Linked DNA regions of Mus musculus: region 2 is linked to region 1. The links are chromatin contacts, called in public HiChIP or PLAC-seq maps. All regions are on one chromosome and are shown on one strand. Each heading gives the region's core, a stretch centred on a gene start, on an enhancer-like site or on the middle of the called end of the contact. The rest is flanking DNA. Distances are from core to core; before and after follow the strand shown.

Region 1 (6,742 bases), core at 3,098-5,597:
TTCTCAAGGGTCCCTCTTCTCAGATAGCTCTAAGTTTGGGTCAAGTTGGCAAAAATTTGCAGCACAATTGAGCCCTTGTCAACATACACACAAACACATCACTTATTAAGCCATAACCTGTTGGCTTAGAGTTTTCTAACCTACTGCTAATGATGGTTCTTAAACGTCTTATCCTCCCTTCTAGTCTATAGAATACAGTGGAGGTAGACCTGTTTAGAAATTGTTCTTTGGAGCAAATCTCATCTACGTTGTCAGGAAATCAGCAGTTCAGTTCACAGAATTCGATGGCTGCAGCTCCGTTCACTGGCAAACACTTCACAGCAGTCTAATTCAGTAGTGTTGGGATAGTAAATATGAATCAGCAATGGTGGCATGATCTAGCAGAGATGGCCAGGACTCAGCTGAATCTGCATGAATCAGCAGGAGGGACAGGGCCACCAGGGACATCAGGAGAAGATCAAAGACATGAGACCAAGAAGCCTTGCAAAGCTAGCTATGCAAGAAAACCAAGCCCCCCTCCCCCAATCACTATCCTTTGAGTCCTATTTATACTCCCTCCAAACATCACGTGTCCTCCACGGGTCTGGCCTCAGCATGTGTCTTGCTTCCACATGTGAGTCTGTCTCAGCTGACATCACTGTGCCAACTGGCCGAGTCCTCAGAAGCGGCAAGAAACTGCAGGACACCACCAGAAGTTTTTTTGGTATGATTCTCTCTATGGAGTTCTGACAAATCAAATTCAACTAAGCACTGTAAGGCAGACCAATACATGTGTATTGTTAGCAAAGAATCCTTCATCACATATCCTTTCACATGCTTGCTTTAGCAGAACATCCTCTCACCTGTGTCAGCTTCAGGAAAACACTCCTTCATGTGTCTGCCCCAGTAAAACGCCATCTGACGCAACTGACTTTCCAAAGAACCCTTACGTTTCCACTTGAATAACCATTCCTTCTTATTCGTCCCCAACATCACATATTAATATTGATATCACCATATAAAACATTCTAACTCTTTCAAGTCCCATAGTCTTTAAAACCTCCAGCCAGGGACCATGTTAATGTCTGCGGCCCATGTTACAACCACCAAAATCAACATGGATGTCTGTGGTCTGGACTGCCACCTGAAGCCATGTTAATGTCTGTGTGGTAGAGCTGGCCCCATCCCTCCTCAGCTGACGGCTTCTGACAGCATGAGTGCAGGCAGAGAGAGACTCAGCTTCCTTGAGGGGACTGGCCACTAGGAATTTGACCAGGCTCCAGTGAGTATATAGACAGCATAGAATGTGTCGCGCCCGCTCTCGACCAGCAAGAACGACGCGACCACCAGTCCTTCTAACAACAGTTTATTCAGTCCTGATTCTTCTTGTTTATATCTCCCCCGAACCCTGGGCCTCTCACTCCTTTTATACTCTCTCTCATCCAGGCACCGCAGGCCACGCCCCCTCGCCAGTCACGAGGCTTCAGCTAATCAGGGCAGCAGGGGCAAATCTCCACCAAATTGGATTCACCTGTATCCTGGTACACCTGCGCAGCACTCAAGATGTTTGTGTCTTATATGAGGAAGTCAGGTGCAAGTCATATGACTTAGCTGCAGTCCCTGGCGCCTTTGGGACTGCCGCCACACCCACTCCCCACAAGAATGGACTTTCTTTTTCCTTTTTGGAGGGAAGGATGCTATGGGGGAGGGGGTAGACATGGGAAGAGTGGGAGCTGAACACAATCGAATAATGGATGTGTGATTCACAAATAATAAATAAATACCCCTCAAATTAAAAAAAAAGTACAGTATCTTTAAAACATCTAAAGTCTCTCTAAAATTTCAAATCTCTTAATTGTAGGCTCTTTAAAATAAAATTAAAAAATATAATAAGTTACATATTTCCTACAGCAGAAGAGAAAAATCAGGACCCAGTTACTTTCAAAGCAAAGCAAACCCAAAATCTAGCAGTGTGAAGCTAAATGTCTGACTCACAATCTTCTAGGCTCCCAAAAGCTTGCCACAGCACACACAGCAGAGTCCTAGGCTCAGTTACTCCACAGCTACTGCTGTCCTTAGCAACTGTCCCATGGTATTTCCAAAATGCTGGGGTCTGTTCTGATTGCGTTGCATCTTTAACAACCATGGGCTTTTTTCAGGGACTCTAACACTCCCACATGGTGCCAAAGACTCAAATTCTCTCCGTGACCTTTTTAATCCTGGGTCTTCTGCTTCCACTGAGACTCCATATTCACCAATAGCCTCTCCTGTCTTCTCACGGTACCGAGCCTCAGCTGCTCTCCATGACCCCCTCATGCTTTCAAAACCAGCACCACCTGAGAGACTCACATAAAACCAAGTCCCAGTAGCCCATCAAGTCACACCCCTTTCTGATCTCAACACATTAATGCTGTGTTTTCATGTATCATCTGACACAGCAAACCTTTACGGTATTCCTGTGGGGAGATTTTAATGATTTCTCATTTAAGAGTGGGATTTCTGGTCTCACATCTCACACACACTAGGCAAGTGCTCCACCATGAAGCTACACTCAGTCCTTAAAACAATGTTTGCTTCTGGAAAAATAAGCATAATAGACAATTTGTTAACCTAACACATCTTAGTATATCGTGGACAGTGCTGAGGGTATACACTCTATGGTAGATCCCATATGCAATTCTATTTTGTCTTCCAATATGGAGACTCTACAACAGTGACTCCATCCCTCACCTCTCTGCTCTACAGGTCACCACTCTGGCACATTTCCATGAATGTGGGAAGTCTACATACCTCCTATGATCCAAGTGTTATATTTATCTGTCGTTGCTTTCTTTCTTAGCCAGGGTTTTTTTGTATATCCCAAGCTGGCCTTGAACTTGCTATATAGCTAGGACTTAGGGAAAACCTCTAGGTCCCTTCCTCCCAGGGTCTCATCCTAGAATGCACGGTCCCCACCCTGGCTTGTTGAACCTGGAACTCCTGCTCCTATACCTCTTGAGTGTTAGTATCAGAGGCTAGTTCCACCACATTTGTTGTAAGGAGTGCTGGGGACCGAACCCAGTCTCTGTGTGTATTTGACAAATGCTCTAACAATTTAGCCAAATCCCTCATTTACCCTTTTGTGACTGGCTTGTTTTACGTAATTCCTTGAGGTTTTTGCCTTTTGGAGTATATATCAACATTTCTGAGGATTTCCTTTTGGCAAGACATCTATAGACAGGAAACAGGGACTCATACAGCATAGTGGATGGTCTTTGTACCTCAAAAATGCAACATACCTGTAATCCTAACTCTTAGAAGGCAAGAGGATTGTGAATTCAAGGCCAGCCTGGGCTACATAGTTGTAACCCTTTCCAAACAAAACAAAACAAAACAAAACAAAACAAAAAAACAAAAAAAAAACTTTCTATGAGATCGCCTAGAACCAACCAAACATAAAAGAGATTTTAAAATATTTATTTATTTATTTATTTATTTATTTTAAATCCTCAAACACCTAGAATAAGTGAGAGCAGACTGAAGCCCAGGCGGTGGGAACACTGCTCTGGTGTAATGGGCCCTCCCAACCCAAAGGTTCAGCCAACCCTGGACAGAAACTCTCTTTTACGTGTTATGCATTGCTATTGACAGACTCCGAAAGGAGCCCCTCACTCAGGCCTCAGGACAATAGCGGACACCCAAGAACTCACGAGAGACCGAGCTTGTTGCAAACCACATGAGGCTTTATTGGGGGGGGGGGAGCCAGAGCTCTGGGGGACGACTCATATCCCACGCAGGGGTAGAGGAGTCGACCTCGAGGGGAAAGAGGTCCCAGTTTTTTAGGCCCTCGGGGGGGGGGGAAGGAGAGGGGGAGAGTAGGGGATTTCCAGATCTAAACAATGTCTATTCTCAAGAAATGGGTATGGGAGGGGTACAAGGAAAGAGTCTGATGCAGGTGTAGCAACTCAGGATTGGCCGGGGAGATTTTCTGACTCTTTCCCAGCAACCAATATCACAAACACCTGGCAATGGGCTTCATCCGTGGGCACACACATGGGTCAAGGAACGGTCAAAACATTGGCAGACACACAGGTTCAAGGAGTGGCCAGAGCATTGTGCACCTCTATTTTTCTAAATCTGTGAAGCTAGTTCTGCTAACACTGACATCTATCTTGCCAATTTCAGGGCTTCTGTGTCCTTTTACATTCTGTCAGGATCTTTCAATATGTGCTATGGTTACTCCTGAACTCTTTCTTAGGATTGCCCTCGGAATGGTAATGTAGGCTTACACTGCACAGGCATTGTAAGTTGCCTAGAGAACGCTAATATATGCAGGAGGAAGTAGGTAGGTAATATGCAAATACAATGCTAATTTATTTTATGGGAGCAATTCAGGGCTTGGTGTGGCAATCCTGGAATCGGTCCCGAGGTTAACCAGGGACTGTTCAATGGCTCTGCTAAGAAGTTAAGTAGCTGTAGAGACCACTAGTCCTTCACGACATCCCACAGGGGGTCAGCATGGCGGCTGTTTGACAGGCTTTATGTAGGAGAGAGGGATTCGTGCTGGGGATGCTTGTGGGAAGGAAGAAAGGTAGAGGAAGCTGCAGTGGGGGAGGGGAGGCTGGAGTCCAGAAGCCTGGGGCTAAGAGACTAGGATGTGCTCAAGGAGTCAGAAGCTTGGATAAGGTGGAGCAACAGGGTCAATTCTGTCTGTGAGGCTCTCTCAGGAGCAAAGTGGGCAGGGAGGGACACCTGTTCCCAAGCGACATCTGACCCTCTTCCAAACAGGTGTAGCAGGTATTTCTAGATCTGAGTGCACGGAGAGGCTGACACATCACTGACACCCTCAACTTCCCATGAGTCAGAGCTATAACTGGGGGTGGGGGTGGGGGTGGATTTCCTCTTCAAATCACAGTTCACACCACATCTCTTCAAGATATAGTCCAGACTATTAATCAAGAAGTCTCCCTTCTTCTTAGAACCTTAGGTGGCTTTCAAGAATCCAGACAACGGAGTCAGGAGAACCAGGGAGCATTTGTAGCTAAATGAGTGTGTTCCCGAAAGAACGAAAGCTTTCCCTCCCCTCTGCTTGGCACATAGCTCACTGGAATGCTTTCTCAGTCACGTAGGAAGCCCTAGTGGGAATCTCAGATGAGCACTCCCATATGCTGGCAGCCTGGAGCCCACTGCACAGGGAGCCTGTCTAAACCCAGCCAGGCAAGTGCACTGGGGATGCACATAATCTCAGGACTTAGGGAAAACCTCTAGGTCCCTTCCTCCCAGGGTCTCATCCTAGAATGCAAGGTCCCCACCCTGGCTTGTTTTCTTCCCTTTGGAAGAGCTTGAGTCTGACCTGGCCAGTGACTCAGCCATCTTTGCCCCGGGGAATTCTTGGAAGGAGGTGAGGAAACTGCTTTCTGTGAAGGTTGTGCCTGGGCCTGCTGTAGAAGACTGGAGGCTGCAGAATGACGTACAGCCACCTCCTAGAAGTCTGAATGACAGGGGAAGGTCCCTGCATTATCATCCCTTAAAAGTTACTGGCAGGGGAGTTGGTCAGAACACGAAAGTTCTAGAAATGAGCTCATTGGGTTTGCAAATCTCCTTTGGCCTGTCTGACCCGCTTGGGCAGTTGTCCACAGCAGTGGCAGAAGCTTCATTCAGGTCACATCACATTCCGTGAGGTAACAGGAAGCACTCGGGTTACAAGTCACACTATTTCCAGCACAGGAAGGTCTTGGTGGGTGTGAGGCAAACTCTGCTTTGGAAAAACATGGGTCCTCTCTTCCACAGACACCTCCTTATCATGTCACCCTCAGAGTACCTCATCTCTAGCCTTACCTATTCACGCCCTTCCTTGTTCAGATCACCCAGGACAATGATATACTGCCTGGTGTCTGGGGACCGATTGCCTGTGCAACTTGACTTACAGGCTGCCGCTCCTAGACCAAGTTGAGATCCAGATTCCTGACAACCTTTGTCCCATTAACCCTCACACCCAGAAGGCCAAGAGCCAGGTAGCATCATAACCTCACCATTTACCCAAAAGATTTGATCTCGGAAGTGTCCGATGCTGTAGACGGGGAGGGTCGCTGTTACAATAAATAATAAAACTGTAATTGGCCAATGTTTGCGGTTCTCGCTCCAGGGCCCCAGCACCGGACATGCATTACCAAATGTCATCTCCACAGTTTTAAAAGTCAGTCCTGAGATGGGGACTATCTTTAACCCTTTAGTAAAGAAAACCAAGTGTCAGTAAGCCAGAGGCTAATTCTCAAACATTCCCCGAGCTGTGCTTTTGTCTGATAGTGTCACCAGTCTGCAGGGTCATCCCCATGCCCAAGAAGGTGTATAGCAACTGGCCAGGCGGAAGAGGTCGGTAGGTCTGGATATAGTCAGAGCCTGAAATTCTTAAAAGCTCCTGTCTTAGTCAGGGTTTCTATTCCTGCACAAACATCATGACCAAGAAGCCAGTTAGGGAGGAAAGGGTTTATTCAGCTTACACTTCCACATTGCTGTTCATCACCAAAGGAAGTCAGGACTGGAACTCAAGCAGGTCAGGAAACAGGAGCTGATTCAGAGGCCATGGAGGGATGTTCCTTACTGGCTTGCCTCCCCTGGCATGCTCAGCTTGCTTTCTTATGGAACCCAAGACTACTAGCCACAATGGGCCCTCTTTCTCCTTGATCACTAATTGAGAAAATGCCCCACAGCTGGATCTCATGGAGTCATTTCCTCAAAGGAGGATCCTTTCTCTGTGACAACTCCAGCTTGTGTCAAGTTGACA
Region 2 (6,742 bases), core at 2,103-4,602, 310 kb after region 1:
GTAGCATCCTTGGTTCTATTTCTTACACCCTCTGCTTGTTTTTCTCTTGTCTAACATTGCCTTTCTAGGCATACAGGATGCTTGAGAACAGATGTGCTTTATATTCCCACTGGAGCTCAGTGTCCGCTCACCTGCTGCTTGGCTGTACCTTTTCACACTGGTTTATTTGAATGTCCTGTCCCTCTCTCTATGGCTGCTACCCTCTTTTCTGCTCTGTGAACTTTATGTCTGCACCAATCCCATTTATCCTCGCCCTCACAGAAACTCTTTCCCGACCACCCAGCCAAAATGAGTAGAGACTAGTTGCCTTCATAGAACATTTGTTTCTAAGTCTATACTCCCATGAATTTATCATATAGCATCTAGAATCCAAGTATTTTTTAAGCAGGCAGGGAAAAAAAATCACCTTCTCCTTCTGTGCTCTCCCTCTCCCCACACTCCCACGATGCCTGAATGCTGGTTACACAGAACAGGTGATTGATAAATAGTTGTGGAGGTGAATTTACCTTCTTCATCAAATATTCCTTAAAGTCAAATGGATAGCAAAGCTCCTTGGTTATAATGAGCCCTGTGTTTAGTGACGTTAGTACTCCAGAGGTTATCAATATCTTGGAGTAGGTGAAGTCTAACACACAAGTGAAGGATCATCCTTTCTTCACTGTCTTTCCTATGACATAATCACTATTTCAGAATATATTGCCCTGTCCCGAAAGCAATAGGTATGATAAACAGACACACACTGTGAGGACTTTCTGGCTCTTTATGTACTTCAAATCACATGAGATCATTAAATCACCCAGACCCAGTGATTTCATTCTGCTCATTGCTCTTATATCAAAAGATATAATCAATGTTTGTTAATTCCTATCCTAGTAGCTGGCTTAAAATGTGAGAATCTACCAAACAGTGCTATTCTATGACGCTTTCTGAAGTCTATGGTAGCATGATGCATACTGACCAATCAGGTATAAAATCCTGAGCAGCAGGAAATGCTACTATTTACTCCTTGGTGATCTTGACTAAGTCAGTGACCTCCCTGAGCCCCGCTCTCCCCCTGTGTAGTAGCAGTGCCTGCTTCAGTTGCCTGTCTATAGAGATCAGAGCTGGTGCACAGTAAGACAAGCTGTTTACAGCACTGTCAGATGCATGTTGATGAGTCAAACGATCCTGGGATATTACGAAAACTTTAAGGTTAGAATTAACTTTTCTTTGAAGATTTGGTACTCTTTCTGTAAATTTGTCTGGGCTTATTTTCTTGTGAGAGAAAAATGCTGATTATAAATTATTCAGTCTTTCCCTACCCCCTTGGAAATTTTAATAGACCAGGCCCTAGAAATTCTCTATTTCATTTAAATTTTCAAACATGATTTTGTTGATGAATTTTATGTGTGGAGGTGTTTGCCTGCATGTATGTCTGTGTATCATGCCTGATGCCTGTGGAGGCCAGAAGACGGCATCGGATCCTTTGGAACTGGAGTCATAGATGGTGGTTAGCCACCATGTGGGTGCTGGAAAATTGAATCTAGGTCTTCTGGAAAAAACAGCCAATACTCTTAACTACTGAGCTATTTCTTCAGCCTCTAAATATTCAAACTTTTAGCATAGATTTTCTTCCTAGTAGACCCATAGTTGGTTTTTAATAACAGAGTTATCGATTTACCTATGAAGGGTGGGGGCATGCATATGCCATGGTGCATGTGCATGTGTAGAAGTCAGAGGACAATTTTCCACAGCTATCACAGGAGTCGTGGGGATCGAGCTGAGGTGGCCAGCACTGATTGACAGCATGCGCCCTCACTCACCGAGCCATCCCATTACAGCACTCCTTCCACCTCACCCGCCAAGTTCTTTTTTGAGACAGGATCTCTTTGTAGCCCTGGCTGTCCCTCTGGCCTCTGCGTCCCAAGTGCTGATGTTAAAGGGGTGTCCCTGTGCCTGTAACCTGCCATGCTCTTAATACCTACTGCACTCATAGAATTTTTAAATTATGAAGTTGTTAGTATTTGAAAATTTTGCTTTATATATATTCAACATATGATTAAATACAAAATTTAAATGACCAATTCACATTTTAAAGCTTCCTTTTGCAATAATATAGGAAAATAAAATGTTTGCTATTACAACTCCCTTAACTCAATGTCACTAGAATGTATTCAGTTTATAAAATGGAGCTTGAAATGAGATACGGATCTATGCATTTTTCACTGCTTCCCATGACCTAACCTTGATGTGGGGAAGCACTATTTCTGTGGCCTTGCTGTGGGGAGCACTGTTTCTGTGGCCCTGCTGTGGAGAGCACTGTTTCTGTGGCCCTGCTGTGGGGAGCACTGTTTCTGTGGCCCTGCTGTGGGGAGCACTGTTTCTGTGGCCATGCTGTGGGGAGCACTGTTTCTGTGGCCCTGCTGTGGGGAGCACTGTTTCTGTGGCCCTGCTGTGGGGAGCACTGTTTCTGCGCACTACCCTGCTACTTTGCCATCTCCCTTATCTCATCTGCAGCTGTTAAGTCAGATACAGGAAGCACAGAGAGGCCCCACAGGAACATATGCAACTATTTGATCACTATATTCAGAGAAAGGCAAATCCAGAATATGAATTGTAACTTGGGAGTCTTTAGAAAAAAAAAATCAAAGATTTTACTGCAGAAACTTTTGTAAAAAGACTTGATTGGATTTTGGGGGCATTTAAGTTTTCCTATACTTACCATGAACACAGAAACAAAACCCAAATAAGAATTTGGTAATAAGATAGGTAATATATATCTTTATATATGAGATTTTACATTTTCAGGTAGAATGTAAGAAAATAAATACAGTAAAATCCTCATTGAAGTTTGAGCTAAAAAGCAAGAGTCTTAAAATAAAGTTTTGTTTAAGAAAAACCCCTTGTGATTTATTCTGTAGTGTTACCAATTCACACAAGTAGAAAAGGGCTTTGAACAAATACTGCTTATGCCCAGATGTGTTGCAGCCTCCCAGGGACTATGCCCTATGCCCTCTCTTACTGCTGAGGGCAAGGGAGGTGAATTAATTTAAATATGGAAACATCAGTCAAGAGTCAAAAGATAATTATGTAGGTGAAAAAACTAGGGATGATCAATTGTCCACATTGTGAAATGTTCCAAAGGGACCAGCGTAGACCCCGAGACTGGGCAACCCCAAAGCACAGGCACTCGATCACATGCATCTCAGATCATACCTCAGGCGGTTTGAACTCTTCAATTCCACCTTCCATTTTCTGCTTAAGTGCACTGTTTACTTGCTTAGCATTCTGAACCTTCACAAAATGACAAAACGTGAGTCAGATCATGCACTCAGTAAAGCCTTGTGAGTAAGTACTACGTAAGTCAACAGGGCATGCATCAACACCATCACAGGTTTCAGTTCAGGAGGACAGACACAATTGTCCCACGTAAGACGTGCCATTCTGTCAATCGATTAGCACATACTTTGGCAGATTGACAGGACTCTGAGTAAGACTCTTTTGTGGGGTGGTGGTGGTTCTGAGCTCTGAGCTGAGCTTCACTCCTGGAAGGCAAGCACTTTACCACCAGGCTACACCTCATCCTAAATCAGACTTTAAACATCATTTAACAGTGTCTTTTATAACCAAAGGCAGCTGGCAATAAACAAAGATTAAACTCTATTGCCAGTTCTCATCACCATAATGTTCTGACCAAATGGCAAACGTTCCTATAATAATAATGGTGATCACGACTATTATTTGCTAGATATAAAACATCATTCTTTTACGTTAAAAACAAGTCACTCAATTCTTACAACCATTTGTGTGGTAAATATAACTAGTTCTGTATAACACAACATACACACTCTTAAAAGTTATTTCATTATGTAAGATCTTTAATTAACAAAAACCTACATCTTATGGGGAAAAGGTACCTTTTGGGTAGAACAGTCAACATCTTCAATGGCAAACATGAAAAGATAGGGATCTAACAAAGATGGGAGCAGAATTTTATATACGCTAAAGAAATGCAGAAATGCTACAATCAAGATGGCACTTGACCTTATAAAAATATTCAGGCTAGTGTGAAGCCAGGTGTCAGCCTGGCTGCACCTTCTGAGCTCCTGTGCATGGTAGAAGGAGGGTTATTTGAAATTCTACCCAAGGTTTACATCAGATGTGTGCGGTTTCCAACACACAGTGAATTGATATGGCTGCTACACAATAGAGGTGTATGAATGTACTCGCCAACTAGATATAGTTCTTCACTGACAAAAAACATACATTTGCCCAACACAAAAATCACACTCCACTCAAATTGTTTCCCAATTTATCTATCAAAGGCAGTGGAATATGCATGTTTTCAAACAGGAGCTGAAGTAGGCCTGACTCTGCTTCCACTGGAACCATCCATAGAAATACATAAAAATACAAGGCTCACAGAGGTTAAGTAATCTTTCCAGGTTATACGTGTGCTAAGTGCAATCTAAACATAAGCCAAGCTTCACACTATGAGTCTATGAGCAACTTAGTGTCCTTGTAGAGTATACATGAGAACTGTCTTCTTGCTAACCCCTTCCTTTTGGTTGGTTTTTGTTTGTTTGTTTTTTTGTTTTGTATGTTTTTCGAGACAGGGTTTCTCTGTGTAGCCCTGGCTGTCCTGGAACTCACTCTGTAGACCAGGCTGGCCTCGAACTCAGAAATCCGCCTGCCTCTGCCTCCCAAGTGCTGGGATTAAAGGCGTGTGCCACCACACCTGGCTTTTTTTTTTTTTTCCCTCCAGTATGGACAGCCAAATATTATTAGGTTATTCATCATGTTTTTTCAACCATAGAATCTAGAATAAACCAAAGGATAGTTTAGAGTCAATCAGTTGGCCATGTCAGGAAAACTCACATAGGAGAAGGAAAGGAAGAGCATGCAAGAGAACAAATAAAGGTGCTGATGCTGGGCATTGCTGTTGGGTGTTGTTGAGTGGATGTAGGTAGCTTCAGGGAAAGGCTCCAGTTCAAAGCACTCAGCAGCTGGACGGTGTGGGAGAAACAGAAAGAACTCTAGGCAGAAGAGCATTTAGGAAAAAGGAGGGACATAGGGCCAGGGCAAAGAACCGAAGAGCCATGAAGTAGGCCAAAGAACTTCAATTCTGCCCAATGACTGAAGGAAACTGAAAAATTTTACTGGAGAGAATGTGATCACATCTGCCTTTTAGAAAAGCACTTCTAATAAGCAGCACAGAAGACAGGATGATATGAGAGCACAGATCAATGCAATGTAGCAATAAAAACCTCTCAAGAGGAATGTGGAGGGACAGTGATGCACACCTGTAATCCCAGCACTCAGAGGCAGAGAGGCAGGCAGATCTCTGTGAGTTCTAGGCCACCCTGGTCTATATAGTGAGTTCCAGGACAGCCAGGGCTGTGTAGAACAACACTGTCCAAAAAAAAAAAACAAACAAACAAACAAAAAAACAACCAAACTGAAAAAGAGTAACTCAGATGGCCTGGTGGTTAAGAACACCTGCTGCTCTTCCAGATTTGATTCCCAGCGCCCAGCTCACTTACAACAGTCTGCAGTTCCAGTTGCAGGGAATTTGACAACATCTGATCTCTGTGGGTACCATTCAATTACATAGTATACATACACATATGCATGAAAAACACTCACACATACAATAAAATATTTATGAGAGAGAGAGAGAGAGAGAGGAGAGAGGAGAGGAGTGGAGAGGAGAGGAGAGAGGGGAGAGGGGAGAGGAGTGGAGAGGAGAGAGGGGAGAGCAGAGGAGAGGAGAGGAGGAGAGGAGGGGAGAGGGGGGAGAGGGGAGAGGGGAGAGGGGAGAGGAGTGGAGCAGAGAGGAGAGGGGAGAGGGTAGGAGAGGAGGAGAGGAGGAGAGGAGGAGAGGAGGAGAGAGGGGAGAGGGAAGAGGGGAGAGGGGAGAGGGGAGAGGGGAGAGGGGAGGGGGAGGGGGAGAGGAGAGGGGAGGAGAGGGGAGGAGAGGGGAGGAGAGGGGAGAGCTGGGAGATGATGGGACATGTCTCTAATCCCAGTACTTAAAAGACAGAGGCAGGCAGATCTCTCTGAGTTCAAGGTCAGCCCAGTCTACAGAGGAAGTTGCAGGACAGCCAGGGCTACATAGAGAAACCCTGTCTCAGAAACAAAACAAAAGAATACAACACAACAGAAAAAAGCAAACCAACAAAAACCAGATGCTAGGGAAGCGTGGAAGACAGCCATTTGGTCCGTGTAAGATGAGCTGCTACCGGTGTGTAAACCTTTACTATGTCACATGGCAAATGAATAACTAAGGGGAAACCCCTTCACTGTGGCAATACTTATTGTTTTTATATCAATAGCAGAAATTTCCAGTTTATTTTCATAAGGCCTTCTGGCAGCATCTTCACAGTTTACAGACTAATGTCTTAGCACTGAAAAGCCACGAGGATATTTTTTAATGACCCACAATGAGCATCACAATGTGCTCGGCAACCCGCACATATCACTGCAGACAGCTTTCAACAACTTGAAAACCAGCATGGTTATGACTCCTTATTCCACAGGAAAGTCAAGGCCTACTGAGCTATACAATTTGTTTAGCATCAATGCTGATGGATAACAATGCTGGGATTTGTATCTATAGGCAGAGGAATCCCATAAGCTATACATTGGAGACTTTAAGGAGTAACACTGAGCTAGAGATGTAGCTCAGGAGCAGAGTATCACATCTGACCATGATGAGGTCAAGGCTGCACCCCTAAACAAACACTCAGCTCCCACAACGTAA

Evidence for each region. HiChIP or PLAC-seq counts read pairs in DNA pulled down with a chosen protein or histone mark.
Region 2: a FOXA1 HiChIP or PLAC-seq map of pancreatic cancer cells shows a contact between it and region 1. The contact joins two enhancer-like sites. A contact is called at or near these places in 1 of 15 datasets of contacts at CTCF or cohesin (the NIH/3T3 cell line), 1 of 115 datasets of contacts at active chromatin or transcription factors (pancreatic cancer cells) and 2 of 9 other capture datasets (adipose tissue and pancreatic islet).

What each region holds. Positions count from the first base shown.
Region 1 is chr1:191,797,909-191,804,650 of GRCm38.p6, forward strand. No RefSeq gene overlaps it. Among named protein-coding and RNA genes, the nearest start is that of Nek2, 20 kb to the right of the region's middle. Within about 2 kb of position 4,348, at least 105 of the 459 cell types and tissues checked have an H3K27ac peak or open chromatin away from gene starts, as enhancers often do. A contact at or near this core is called in pancreatic cancer cells, where this site is marked.
Region 2 is chr1:192,113,074-192,119,815 of GRCm38.p6, forward strand. Rcor3 (REST corepressor 3) reads right to left here. Exons shown (of 12, transcript NM_001346740.1): 9 at 3,196-3,273. Among named protein-coding and RNA genes, the nearest start is that of Gm10516, 20 kb to the right of the region's middle. Within about 2 kb of position 3,353, at least 12 of the 459 cell types and tissues checked have an H3K27ac peak or open chromatin away from gene starts, as enhancers often do. A contact at or near this core is called in pancreatic cancer cells, where this site is marked.